2 separate regions of the Oryctolagus cuniculus genome follow, and region 2 is linked to region 1. Evidence: chromatin contacts called from public Micro-C data. All regions are on one chromosome and are shown on one strand. The core of a region is the stretch at or near the end of the contact, and the rest is flanking DNA. Distances in the headings are between cores, read along the strand shown.

Region 1 (6,669 bases), core at 3,262-5,761:
CCAGGGAGCGCAAGGTCCGGGGCACAGGTCCTCATCAGCCCCAGGGTCAGGGTCTGGCCCCACCACACACGCTGCCGGGCAAGACAGGCTACTTCCGCCACCAGAAGCAAAAGGCGGGGAGCCCAGCGGTGCCGTTCCTCCTCCGAGCAGCGGCCGCGGGCCCCGCACACCCAGAGCCCCCCAGCAAGGGCTCTCGTCCAGCCCTGCGTCCGGTGTCCCTGGCCAGCGTCCACCCACTCCTGAGGAAGACACAGAGCTGCTTCGGCGCCGGGCCGGCACTCACCACTCCAGGATGTTGGAAGGCAGGGGCTCGGCGCAGATGTAAGGCACCGGGTCTTTCTTGATGCGCAGGTAGTCCTGCTTCAGCCTCTGCGTCGCGGTGGTCGGGGCTCTCTTGTTGCTGTTGCTGCTCATCTGTGAAGACAGCCGGCGCTCGCCAAAGCAGCAGGTGTGTGACCACGGCTCTCCACCCTCAGACCCCGCATCCTTCTCTGCAGACCCTCACGGGTCTGAGCCCCAAACCCTGATGTGTCCATTCCAGGCCCTGAGGAGTCTTTGTGTGTCCTGCAGTGACCATCTCCTCACACACATCACTGACACGCGTCACGGACACACACAGCATGTCACCAACACACACAACACGTTGCCAACACAAACACTGGCACATACATGTCACCGACACGTCACGGACACACACGATACATTGCCAACACAAACACTGACACATCACCGACACATCATGGACACACAGAACATGGGTTGCCAACACTGACACACACGTCACTGACACACACACACCATCAACATATAACATGTCACTGAAAAAAAGTCACTGACACACTGCCACTGACACACAACACATCACCTACACAACATGTCACCATCACGGACACATCACTTACACACATCACCAATACATGTCATCAACATATAACATGTCACCAACACGCAATGTCACCAACACATGTCATGGACACACATTACCAACACATCACTGACACACAATACATCACGGACACACACATCACCAATACATGTCACCGACATACAGAACACATCACCAACACAAACACTGACACACATGTAAACCTACACACAACACACCACTGAGCACAGGTGCCGAGGGCGCCCTGGAAGCTCTCCCCCCCCCTAAAGCACTCAGGCGGGATAAGGCAGCCATCATGAACGGGACAGGCTGGGGAGAGCTGAGGCCAGTGTGGACCAGCTCTAGAGGGCAGCTGTGTGTCCTGAAGCCCCCAGAAACCTCACACCAAAGACACGGGCGCATGCCCAAACCAGCCTGCCACCCAACATTCACCACGGGCCACAGGTGCAAGCAGGGGACAGGGGAGCCTCTCTCGGCGGCGTGAGAGACTCAGAGGCGCCCGCTGGGCAGAGGCAAGGTGTTGTGTTCCTGGGACAGCGAGCCTGGGCAGTGAGGGGTGGGGATGAAACTGGTCAGTTAGCCAAGCTGCGCCCCAGAGGGCTTTAAGCTCTTCTCTCAGAAAGGCCACGTGGGGCCAGCACTGGGCACAGCAACCCATACAAGTGCCAGTTCGAGTCCTGGCTGCCCGTCTTCCAATCCAGCTCCCTGCGAATACCCCTGGGAACGCAGCGAAGATGGTCCAAGCACTCGGGCCCCTGCACCCACATGGGAGACCTGGATGGAGCTCCAGGCTCCCAGACTGAGCCTGCCCGAGCCCCAGCCATTGCAGCAACTTGGCGAGTGAACCAGCAGATGGAAGACCTTTCTGTCTCCCCTGTCCCCCAAACCTGGCTCTGTAAGGAAGCAAAAGAGGGTGGGCGGGAGGCCCATGCTGATGGCCACAGCTCAGCACAGGGCGTCCAGGACAGCAAGGAGCGCTGGGCTTGGGGAGCAAGAGAACAGAGTGCCGCCAGGACACCAGGGCCCCCAGCTATGCCCCCGGGTTGAGTGGGTGGTGACAGGGACACAGGCTCCCCACTGCCAGACCTCGGAACAGCCCCAACTCAATGTACCTTTCAAATTTTTATCTGCTTACGTGAGACAGAGTGTTCTCACCTGCTGGTTCACTCCCCAACCTATGGGTGGGTCAGAGTTGGAGCCAGGAGCTGGGGACTGAACCAGGCCTCCCACATGGGCGACAGCGGCCTGGTTCCTTGAGCCATTGCCCCTGTCTCCCAGGGTCTGCATCGCAGGAAGCTGGAGCCAAAGCGGGGAACGAGACACAGGCGCTGCTCTGTGGGCTGCAGCCCCCCTCACCCGCCCCGCACCCCTTTTCCATACCAGAGTTCACCGTCTTCTTGAGATAGAAAAGCAAAAAAGTCCTGCAGCTAAAAATAAAGTGTGAAAAACACTGGTCTAAAACACGACAGCGAGAGGACACGTGGGGATAGGCAGGATGGAGACCAGGGCAGGAGCAGGAGGCCAGCACGGCGGCGCAGCGACACCTTGTGACGGGTCAGTCCCGCCCTGCCCCGCCCCCTGCAGCCTCTCCAACCCATCTCACAGGGCACTCCCCAGCCAAACGCTTTAAAGATGGCCTTGGACATCAGGGGCCGCTGGCAATGGCCCAGTCAGCGCAAACCTGACCTCAACCCCATGCCAGCCTCAGGGCCTGTACACTGCGGTTCCCTGGGGACACCCACACACACACTCCCTGGCCCCCCTGGCCTCCCCACGGCCTCCTCTGCATCTCCAGACCACGGGCCCCGTCTGGCTTCTCCCTCCACAGAGCACAAGACGCTGGCTGTTGGCAGCTCTTTGCCATGATCAGGGCCTGCAGAGTGAGACTTGCTCAGGGCACCCACACAATCCTCTCGTGGGCCTAACCCCAGGACCACCGCCAACCCCTGTGTCTCCTCCAGGGGCCCGCGACCCTCGTTCCCACCGCATCACTAACAGCACATCAGCCTCCAGTCTCCACCCTTCAGCTGTCTCATGCACTCCGGTCAGTGCCCAGTGAGACCTCCCGCCACCCCCACAGCCCTTCCACGCCCCAGCCAAGCCAGCGAGCATCAGCCCTGCCCCGGCCAGCTCAGCCCGTCCTCAGCGCCCCCGTCACGGCCCGGCTTCAAACCCTGACCCCTTGGCTGCCTCCCGCCCTGGCTCGAGAGCCACGGGTCCCAAAGCCCACCGGTGGACTCCAGGCTCTGACCCTCCTGCAGGAGTCTGCACCAAGAGCAGGGCCACCGTCCAGTCCACTGCCTCGCGCTCTGGCTCAAGATGCCCGAGGGGCCAGGGCTCAGCCCCTGCCCACAGCCTGGAGCAGAGCCACTGCCACACTCGCTCCAAAGCCAGCTCCACGCACACAAAACCATTCAGGGGCCAGTGCTGCGCTGCACACGTAAGCCACCTCCCGGGATGCCGGCAGCGCTCGTGGGCGCCAATTCAAGTCCCAGCTGCTAACGCTCCTGGGAAAGCAGTGGAAGACGCGAGTGGGACGGGGCTCCCGGCTCCGGCCTGGCCCACAGCCCTGGCTGTCGTGGCCACTCGGGGAGCGAGCCAGCAGACGGAGGCCCCTTCCCTGTCCGCCCGCACCCAGTCACTCCGCCTTTCAGATAAAAAACCAAACCTCCAGTACAGGTTAATTCACTCTTCCCCGTGTGCGACCGCGTCTGAGCCGGTGGGCGGCCACCAGTCCCCCCGCTCGGCCACCCCCAGCCTCCCGCGGGACGCCCACTGCCGCGGAGGACGCGTGTCAGGCTCCCGGGCACGGACGGTCAGCGTGCAGCCAGAGGCGGCCCACGGCGCGCGCGCGCAGGCTGCACCCAGAAGCCACCCCGGGCCCCTAACTCAAGCCGCGGCGTGGCAGGCCCTGGCTGTCAGGCGGGCACGGGCCAGGTCTCCCGGCCGGCGCGGCCCTGCCTGGGAGCGGAGCACTGTGCACCACCGCCTACAGGCGCCCTGGCCAGCGGGGGGCCCCCACGTCTCCTGTCCGAGCCGGGCACGCACACTGGCGCAGCGGCGTTCACCCGAGACGGGCTGGAGAGTGACCCGACGTCGGGGGCCGGCACAGCGACGCCAAGCACGGGCAGGGCCCTGCCCAGGGTCCCCGGCCCCGTCACACCGCGGCACCCCGGCAGCGCGGCCCCGAGTCCCTTCTGCCGGGACTGATGGGGCGATTCCGGTCCCAAGTTCGGGGCGCGGCGGCCCGCATCGTCCTAGAGGTGCCCGCAAGCGTCCCACCAACACAAGGCCCCGAGTGGGAGACCAGCCCCGCGGCCACCCCCGGCCCGGAGCCCGCCGCCCCGCCTAACCGACCCCTGGCTTCGCGCAGGGACGCTCCGGGCCGGGGCCCCGCGGCGGCGGCGGCGCGAACGAGGACGGGCCGAGTAGTGCCCCGCGGCCCCGGCCCCGGCCCATCTGCCCGAGGCCCCCGCCCGCACACGCTCACCTCTCCCCGTCGCCGCGCGTGGGCCGCCGCCGCGCTCAGGCTCGCCGTGGTCGAGGCCGGAGCAAGGTGCGGAAGCGTGGGGCCTGCGACGGAGAGAACCGTGCCGCGCCGCGCCAGGACCCAGCCCTCCGCATCCGCCGCCGCCGCCGCCGCCGCCTCAGCTTCCAAGATGGCTGCTCCCGGGGCGGGGCCCTGGCCCGCTTCCGCTTCCGGTGTGCGGGCCTCTGGGGCGGCCGCTCTAGGCGGCCCGGAGGACGTCGCCCGCGTCTCCCTGTCCCCGCCAGCCCCGGAAGCTGCGCCGGCGCCAGGAGAGCAGTCAGCGCGTGCGCACAAGCGGACAACTCCGCGGGGCGGGGTCCCAGGTGGTGGTGGGGAGAGCGGCGGGCGCGCTGGAAGGCGGCTTCGTGGCTTCGTCCGCCTCCCTGCGGGCTGGCTGATTTGACTCCCCGGAGCCTCGGGATGACCCCGACCGCCCTCCGGCCTGCGTGCGGGAAGCCGTCTAGGCCACCCCGCCCTGCAGTGTCCTCCCCGCGGGCCGCTGAGGGTCCAGCGCTGGCCTTCTCTGTCCACTGTGAGGCCATGGGACGTTCAGCCGTAAAAATGACCGAATTTCCCGCCGGCCCTGAGTGGGGTCCCGCTCACAGCCCCGGCCGCACCGCCCGAGTTCCTCCCGCCGGCCGTGCAGGGCCGCGCGGTTCAGACCCCGGGGCCCGCCGCTCGTCCGGCCCCGCGCCAGGATCAGTCTGGGGCTTGCTGCGGGCCCCGGGCACCCTGATTTCCTGTGGTCCAGCCGTGGCCACGCCTCGGGCAGAGTTCAGGCCCGGGGGCAGAAGCGGAGGAGCGTCCAGCTGTCCGTGGGTCCGTCCGTGGGAACCTGGCCGCCCTCCCCCGCCCCATCCGGGGTCCTGCCACCCCTACGCAGGGCGGCCCAGCTGTCCTGAGGGTGGACAGTTTTGTCCAGGAGGCCGCCCAGGTCCTGGATAGAAGCAGAGGCAGATCCTGGGCTCACCCAGGTACACAGCAGGGGCAGGCCTCTCCTGCCTCGGGGTGGCCCTGTGTCCGCGGGTACCAGTGGACTTGAGAGGCAGCAGGGGTCCAGGGCCCCAGCCTCCTGGGTGGTGCCCCAGGGAGAAGCCGCCCGAGCCGGGAGTGGCCTCTGGTCAGCGGGATCGAGGCCACCCAGCAGTCTTGCCCCAGAACTGGTGGCCTTAGCATGGAGACCAGGACGGAGAAGCGAGGCTGGCCCCAGGGGTCTGCTGGGATTTCCAACCCAAAACTGCCCCTTGGAGGGGAGGGTCCGGTAGGATGCCGGGGCAGCTCTCAGAAGGGGCTTCCTGCCGGCGGCTCCACGGGTGCCAGGGCAGCAGGCAGAGGGGACAGCGGCCTTGGCGAAGGAGGCCGCCCTCCGTGTGGTGACGGCGGCCTAGAGACCCGGGAGGGTCAGGATCAGGAGGGGTCCCCAAGCCCGCCTCCCCCAGAGGGCCTGTCTGGCCAGGGCTTGAGGAGGGGCCCAGGGGAGCCCCGTGCTCTGTGCTGGTCCCACACCAGCACTGGCGATGCCCTGCAGCCCGGGGTACGGGGGGCACAGGGGAGGAAAAGACGTTCAGGCCCACGAAACACCAGGCACCTTCAGTCCCTGGGCCCGGCCTGGGGGGACACTGGCCACCCCTGGTCACCTCTGTGGTGACCCAGTGAGCTCAGGGGCTGGGGCCCAGCAAGTCGGGGCCAGCGCCCCTCCTGAGAGGACTGAGGGGTCCACAGGACGCCCACCAACAGCTCCTGCTCCTGTGTTTTTTTTAAGGTTTACTTATTTGAAAGGTGTGGGGGCTCTGGGTCCCCGGGACCCGCGAGACTCTGCTCCGGAAGACGCGGGACACGGACGACTCTGCCCACAGCGTGACCCCAGCGCGCAGCACAGCCAGCAGTAAGGAAACAAGCCGGGTCGGTCTCCAGGCCCGGCCACCGTCCCGCACCACCAACAGGTGGAGGCAGACGCCTTTGGTGACTGCTGGGCCTGGGCCTTACGCCGAGTCCTTCGCTGACTTCCTCCTGCGTGGACAGTCCCGGATGCCAGCTCCTGCAAACTGCCCCTTCTCTGTTTCAGTCGCAAGACGGCGGCGGAGAGGCGAGTGCGGAGCTGGCGTTTCTGGGGGTTTGGCAATGCAGTGCAGATTCCTGCGAGGAGAAGAAGGAGACCACGGAAAACACTAACCCGGGACAGCAGGTGAGCGACACAAAACTTCGTGAAGCTCCAATGACGTGGGGGAGCGAGTCGGCCTTGAGTGTCTGCTGG
Region 2 (6,056 bases), core at 1,470-3,969, 130 kb before region 1:
CTGGGCTTTGGGGGGCATCTGAGCCGCGCTCATGGTGGCTGCTGTGGGGTCTGACCTCCAAAGCTCAGGTCCAAGGTCTTTCCCTCAGACGTGGGTCTGCCTTGCTTTGCCCATCAGCCACTCTGGTCTCTCATGGCCCCTGAGGCCCCCATCCCGGAAGGCAGCTGAGTAGCTGACGGTCCAAAGGCCACTCGGGTGCCAGGGCAGGGACGGCACAGCAGCGGTGGCAGGACGAGCTGGCCTGGGCCTCAGACCTCTGACTGCATCTTTGCTGCTAAAGAGAACGGGGCTGGAGACCCTGGGCTGGCCACGCTGCTGGGGACTGCGTCCCAGCTCGATGGGACAGGCAACCCCCACCCCCCACCACCTCCCAACCCCCCCACCCCACCTCCACTGTACGTTCTTGCATGGAGAAACGCCCCTCTCCCAGGCCCCGTCCGAGACCTGCCAGAACAGACGTAAGCCTCAGCCTTTCTCGCCCATCGCCGGAGAGAGAGGAAAATCCCCATTCAGCCCCTGAATCAGCTCGGCCTCACGCCCTGTTGTCTTTACACCCACCCCGCATTCTTGCCCGGTGCAGAGGCGCGGCAGCCACTTGAGAGACCAGTGTGGAGGAGTCCACCTCCGCCTGCTGCCCCCACTCCCACCCCCTGGGCTCAGGCCCTCTGCCATGTGTGGGCTGTGCACGCCGGCTGTTGGTTACCCACCTCTGCGGGTTTATTTTCTCTGAACGAATTCGGTCGGCGGTGACTTGCACGCTGTGTCCTCGCTGCCCCCTGGGAGGCGGCGCCCACCTGTGCGCTTTTCCTCACAAGCTTGACCTCTCGATGTCACGGGACCTTCTGTGTCCCCAGTGGTCTTTGTTTTAAAGATTTTATTTATTTGTTTGAGAGGCAGAGTTACACCCAGAAAGAGGGAGAGACAGACAGAGAGAGAGGTCTTCCAGCCTCTGGCTCACTCCCCAAATGGCCTCATTGGCCAGAGCTGGGCCGATCTATAGCCAGGAGCTAGGAGCTTCCTCTGAGTTTTCCATGTGGGTGCAGGGGCCCAAGCACTTGGGACGTCCTCCATTGCTTTCCCAGGCCACAGCAGGGAGCTGGATCAGAAGAAGTGGAGCAGCCGATACTGGAACCGGCCCCGTATTGGACACTGGCGCCGCAAGCATAAGCTTAGCCGACTACAAGCCACAGCGCCGGCCCCTTCGTGATGCTCTGTCCTCGAGATTTCTTTGTTGATGGGAGGTGAGACAGTGGACGTGGGCAGTGAGACGGTGGACGTGGGCAGTGAGACGGTGGACGTGGGCAGTGAGACAGTGGATATGGGCAGTGAGACTGTGGACGTGGGCAGTGAGACGGTGGATGTGGGCGGTGAGATGGTGGACGTGGGCGGTGAGACGGTGGACGTGGGCAGTGAGACAGTGGACATGGGCAGTGAGACTGTGGACATGGCAGTGAGACAGTGGATATGGGCAGTGAGACGGTGGACGTGGGCAGTGAGACTGTGGACATGGCAGTGAGACAGTGGATATGGGCAGTGAGACTGTGGACGTGGGCAGTGAGACGGTGGACATGGGCAGTGAGACAGTGGATGTAGGCAGTGAGACGGTGGATGTGGGCGGTGAGACGGTGGACGTGGGCAGTGAGACTGTGGACGTGGGCAGTGAGACGGTGGACGTGGGCAGTGAGACAGTGGACGTGGGCAGTGAGACGGTGGATGTGGGCGGTGAGACGGTGGACGTGGGCAGTGAGACGGTGGATGTGGGCAGTGAGACGGTGGATGTGGGCGGTGAGACGGTGGACGTGGGCAGTGAGACAATGGACATGGGCAGTGAGACTGTGGACGTGGCAGTGAGACAGTGGATATGGGCAGTGAGACTGTGGACGTGGGCAGTGAGAGTGCACGTGGGCAGTGAGACAGTGGATGTGGGCAGTGAGACTGTGCACGTGGGCAGTGAGACCGTGGACATGGAAGTGAGACAGTGGACGTGGGCAGTGAGACGGTGGACGTGGAAGTGAGACGGTGGACGCCTGCTCCCTTCACTAAGTGTCTGTGCTTTTTCTCTGACAGCTCAGCGGAGATGGTGCCCCAGGGAGTTCTGGGCCGGGGAGGCAGGGTCAGGGTTGATACTCAGAATCATGGCGGGCACACTTTGCTTTTCCATTCTTAAAAATTTCATTCACTTATTTATTTATTTAAATACCTCATTTTTATTTAGTCTCAGCCAACTTTGGTGTGTGCTGTTTGTGACAGCAGAAACTTGGGAACAACCTCGACTGGCCGTCCGGGGCTGGTGGGGCTGCACTCCTGGCCATCAGTCCCGTCCCGTCTCGGGAGCTCGGCCACGCGCTGGTGCCTGTCGGCAAAGGAGGCGGTTGATGACCTGCTGCTCCACAGGCGGTGAAAATGGCGAGAGCTCTTGTTTTGTTTTTTAGGTGAAATTCATGTAAAAGACATTAAAATGTTTGTTTATTTTATTTGAAGACAGGGAGAGAGCTGTTTCCCTCCACTGGTTCACACACCAAATGCCCACAAGAGCCAGGGCTGGGCTTGGCTGAAGCCGGGAGACAGGAGCTCTTCCTGGGTCTCCCTTGTGGGTGCAGGGGCCCAGGTACCTGAGCCGGGCACCAGCAGGGAGCTGGCACTGGAGGTGGCGTCAGGACTTGAAGCAGGCGTTCCTGTGTGGGCATCTCCACTGCTCCCTTTTAAATTGTGGTTTTTTTCATTGTTGAACTTGTAAGAATTCTCTACGCCCACAGAGACCCTTATCAGACACATGTGCAAACATTCTGAGTTCACTTCGAAAGGCAGCAAAATACACTTGGTCTTTCATTGAGAAACAACCTGACCAGAGGCCACGTCCTGAGCCCACGGAGGTCTCCGTGGGGGGGGGGGGGCTGGGACTGTTGGCGTCCTATGTAGTTCTGGAAGTGACCGCCGTGACGTTTCCTGGCCTCATCAATTTTGCAATCTGGCAAATGGAAACCGAAAGTCTCCAGTCCCCAGCCCACGTCCCTGTGAGCGCTGAGTGTCCTGCTGAGGACTCCGGGTGCTGGTGCTGGGCATTGCTGGGCACGGCTAGGCAGGCTGCCGGGGCACTGTGGGGGCCCCTTGCCGTGCCCCCACCCCTGGAGCTGTGCCAGCTCACATCGTCTTTCTGTTTTGTTTCTCCTACTCCCTCTGGGGCTCGCCCTGGGAAAAGGAAACCAAAACCAAAGCCTGCTTGGCCCCGGCACCAGCTGGGCGGCAGCACCGCCCCCTGACGTCCGCAGCCGAGGCCCATAAATGGGCTGAGGCTGGCCGGGAACGCGCTAGAGGCTGAGGGGCAGCGGCATTGCCAGGGACTGAGCAGCACCCAGAAGCAGCCACGGCCATGGTAAGCCGGGACGCGCGGTGTCGGGGGGCGCGTGGTCCGGCCGGTTTTCCTCCCCCTCGTCTGTCTGGTGGGGTTTCCCAGGGTGGGGACAGGAGGGGCGCATCGGCGGACGCAGGGGGCTGCACCTGCGGCTGGCGCCTGGTGTGCGGACCCAGGCCTGGCGCCGGTCTCTGAGCCCTGGTGATGCCCACAGGGGAAGGACCTGAAGGTGAAGATGCTGGGCAGCAAAGAGATCTCAGTGCCCCTGAGCGAGTCCCTGACGGCGTCGGAGCTGAAGCGGCGGATCGCCCAGGAGACTGGCGTGCCGGCCTTCCAGCAGCTCCTGGCTGTGCACCCCGGGGGGGCGGCGCTGCTGGAGGAGGTCCCCCTGGTCGCCCAGGGCCTGGGGCCGGGAAGCACGGTGCTGCTGCTGGTGCAGAAGTGTGACAACCCGCTGAGCATCCTGGTGCGCAATGACAGGGGCCGCAGCAGCGCCTACGAGGTGCTGCTCACCCAGACGGTGGCCCAGCTCAAGCTGCAGGTGGCCCAGCGGGAGGGCCTGCAGCCGGACCTGTTCTGGCTGAGCTTCGAGAACAGGCCCATGGAGGACCAGCACCTGCTGGGGGAGTACGGCCTCCAGCCGCAGTGCACCGTGTACCTGAACCTCCGCCTGCGGGGCGGATCTGCCGGGACCCGGCCCTGCTAATAAACAGAAGTAGCTGCCTCCCGGGTCCCCTCTCTGCCCATCACCCCTCCTGTGTCCCCAATTCTGCAGCCCTGTGGGGGCGGTCTGGTTGCCAAGTTATGGGACAAGGGCTTCATGGTAGGGTCATGACAGGGACAGCCTCACATAGGAAAGTCACGTGTGCCAGAGCTGACCTGGCCAGGCTGAGCCAGGCAGCCCCTCACTGCTCACCCCACAAGCTCCGGGGGTGGGGGGGCGGGAGCAGGGCGGCAGCTCTGCTCAGGGCCCATTGGCCACAGGGCAGGCCCCACCCCCAGAGTCCCTGGAACCAGTGAGGTGGGGAGAGGTCCACACCCCATGGGGCAGGGGGCCAGGAACCTTCTGGACTGCCCAGTCCTGCCTGCCTTGGTCCTGGGAGGTGTAGGGCGGGGCCTGAGCACTCACCATCAGGGTTCACATCACCCCCTCAGGAGAGTGTGGACAGTGCATGAGGGCACCTGGATCTGGGACTCACCTGCCCTGATGGGGCTTGGGGGTGGGCGGCAGCTAATTAGGCAGAAGCCACAGGGGACGCTCCCGGCGCCCTCCCTCCCCAGGGGGAATGCCCGGGGATGGCGCAGGACACAGCCGAAGCAGGCAGGCCCCGAGATCCAGGGACCACGAGATCCCTCGGGAGCTGGCTGGAGAACCAAAGGCCACTTTTCTGATCTGCGGGGGTTCGTGTCTGGGCCGGGGACCCCAGGCCTGGCCGTGCCAGGACCGCTCCGCAGGCCCCAGGAGCAGACCCTTGAGGCCCGCACGCGGCTGCGGCTTCCCAATCCTCGCCTCTGGCTCCGCCACTGCGGGCCGGCCCAGGGGAGGGGCGCGGAAGCAGCCTAGGAACACAGCGGGGTCCCCTCCATCTTCAGGGGGTCGCCTCCGACTCGGCTCCCCAGAGCCCGAAACCACCCAGCCCTCTCCCCACCCCGCCGAGCCGGGCCGCAGAAGCGCCCGCAATTGCGCCGCGGGACGCTAGGAGGCGCGCGCCTCCCCGCGGCGGGGCCGGGCCGGCCAGGCGGGCCCGCGCCCGGGGGACCAATCGCCGCCCGCACGGTCCTTGCGGCGGGGGCGCGGTCAGAGGCGGCGGACTCCTCGCCGGGACCCGCCGGGGGTGCGGCGCCCCGCTCTCTGCGCCGCAGGAGGGGCGGTGGGGTCCGGGCCCTCCGCGCCGCTTTGCGCCCGGGGACCCCCGCTGCCCCCGGCTGCGGCGCCTCCTAGGACCCCTTGGGAGTCCGGTCACGTCGCCGGCAGATTCCGCATTAACCCGACTGCAGCCGCATTTCCTGGGGTGGGGATACGCGGGCGGGGGCGGGGGTCGCTTGGGCCCGCCCCTCCCCCACGGCCCCCGCCCCGCGCCGCGGCCCCTGCGCTTTGTTCGCGGCCGCCGCGGGTCTGCGGGCGCCGGGCGAGCCGGGGCCGCCGGGCCGGGGAGGGGGCGGTGGAGCGGGGCGGGGCCGTCCCGCGCCCCGCCCCCGGCCCGCCCCGCGCCGCCGCCGCCGCCGCCACCGCCTCCCAGGCTGCGTCCCGTCCAGTCCCGTCCGCGGTGCGGCCCGGCCCGCGCGCTCTCCCGGCGGTAGCTCGCCGACCTCGGCTGCGCCATGGCCAGCCCGCAGCCGTCCGGCCCGGCCCCGCTGCGGCCGCTGCTGCTGCTCCTGCTGCTGGCCGCGTGCAGCCTGCCCGGCGCCCGCGGGACGTGCCCGGAGCGCGCGCTGGAGCGGCGGGAGGAGGAGGCGAACGTGGTGCTCACGGGCACCGTGGAGGAGATCCTCAACGTGGACCCAGTGCAGCTCACCTACTCGTGCAAGGTGGGCCGCGCGCTCCGCGCCCCGCCGGGGGCTTCCCCTCGCCCCCGGGACCCCCGCCCGGCCGTGGGAACCGGCCCCGGACGCCCCGCAGCCCCCGCTCGCGCTCCCTCGGCTCCCGCAAAACTCGCGAGCGCCCCGGAAAGTTCCTGCTGTGCCGCCGCGGGCGCCCTGCGCC

The links. A called contact is a pair of places that touch in the nucleus more often than the background predicts.
Region 2: a Micro-C map of ear pinna shows a contact between it and region 1, with 3 times the contacts expected there. The contact joins the promoter of ISG15 here to the promoter of UBE2J2 in region 1. A contact is called at or near these places in 3 of 6 Hi-C or Micro-C datasets (ear pinna, psoas muscle and an unstated tissue).

Annotation. Positions count from the first base shown.
Region 1 is chr7:164,222,935-164,229,603 of mOryCun1.1, reverse strand. UBE2J2 (ubiquitin conjugating enzyme E2 J2) reads right to left here and starts at 4,511. Exons shown (of 7, transcript XM_051840551.2): 1 at 4,377-4,511; 2 at 284-414. The coding sequence starts at 414. It overlaps LOC127489281 (translation initiation factor IF-2), which reads left to right and starts at 4,096. Exons shown (of 4, transcript XM_070076810.1): 1 at 4,096-4,149; 2 at 4,260-5,389; 3 at 6,178-6,300; 4 at 6,481-6,669. The coding sequence starts at 4,096. The coding sequence ends at 5,360.
Region 2 is chr7:164,355,178-164,361,233 of mOryCun1.1, reverse strand. ISG15 (ISG15 ubiquitin like modifier) reads left to right here and starts at 2,719. Exons shown (of 2, transcript XM_070079434.1): 1 at 2,719-3,373; 2 at 3,567-4,076. The coding sequence starts at 3,371. The coding sequence ends at 4,058. AGRN (agrin) reads left to right here and starts at 5,586. Exons shown (of 36, transcript XM_051839505.2): 1 at 5,586-5,881. The coding sequence starts at 5,675.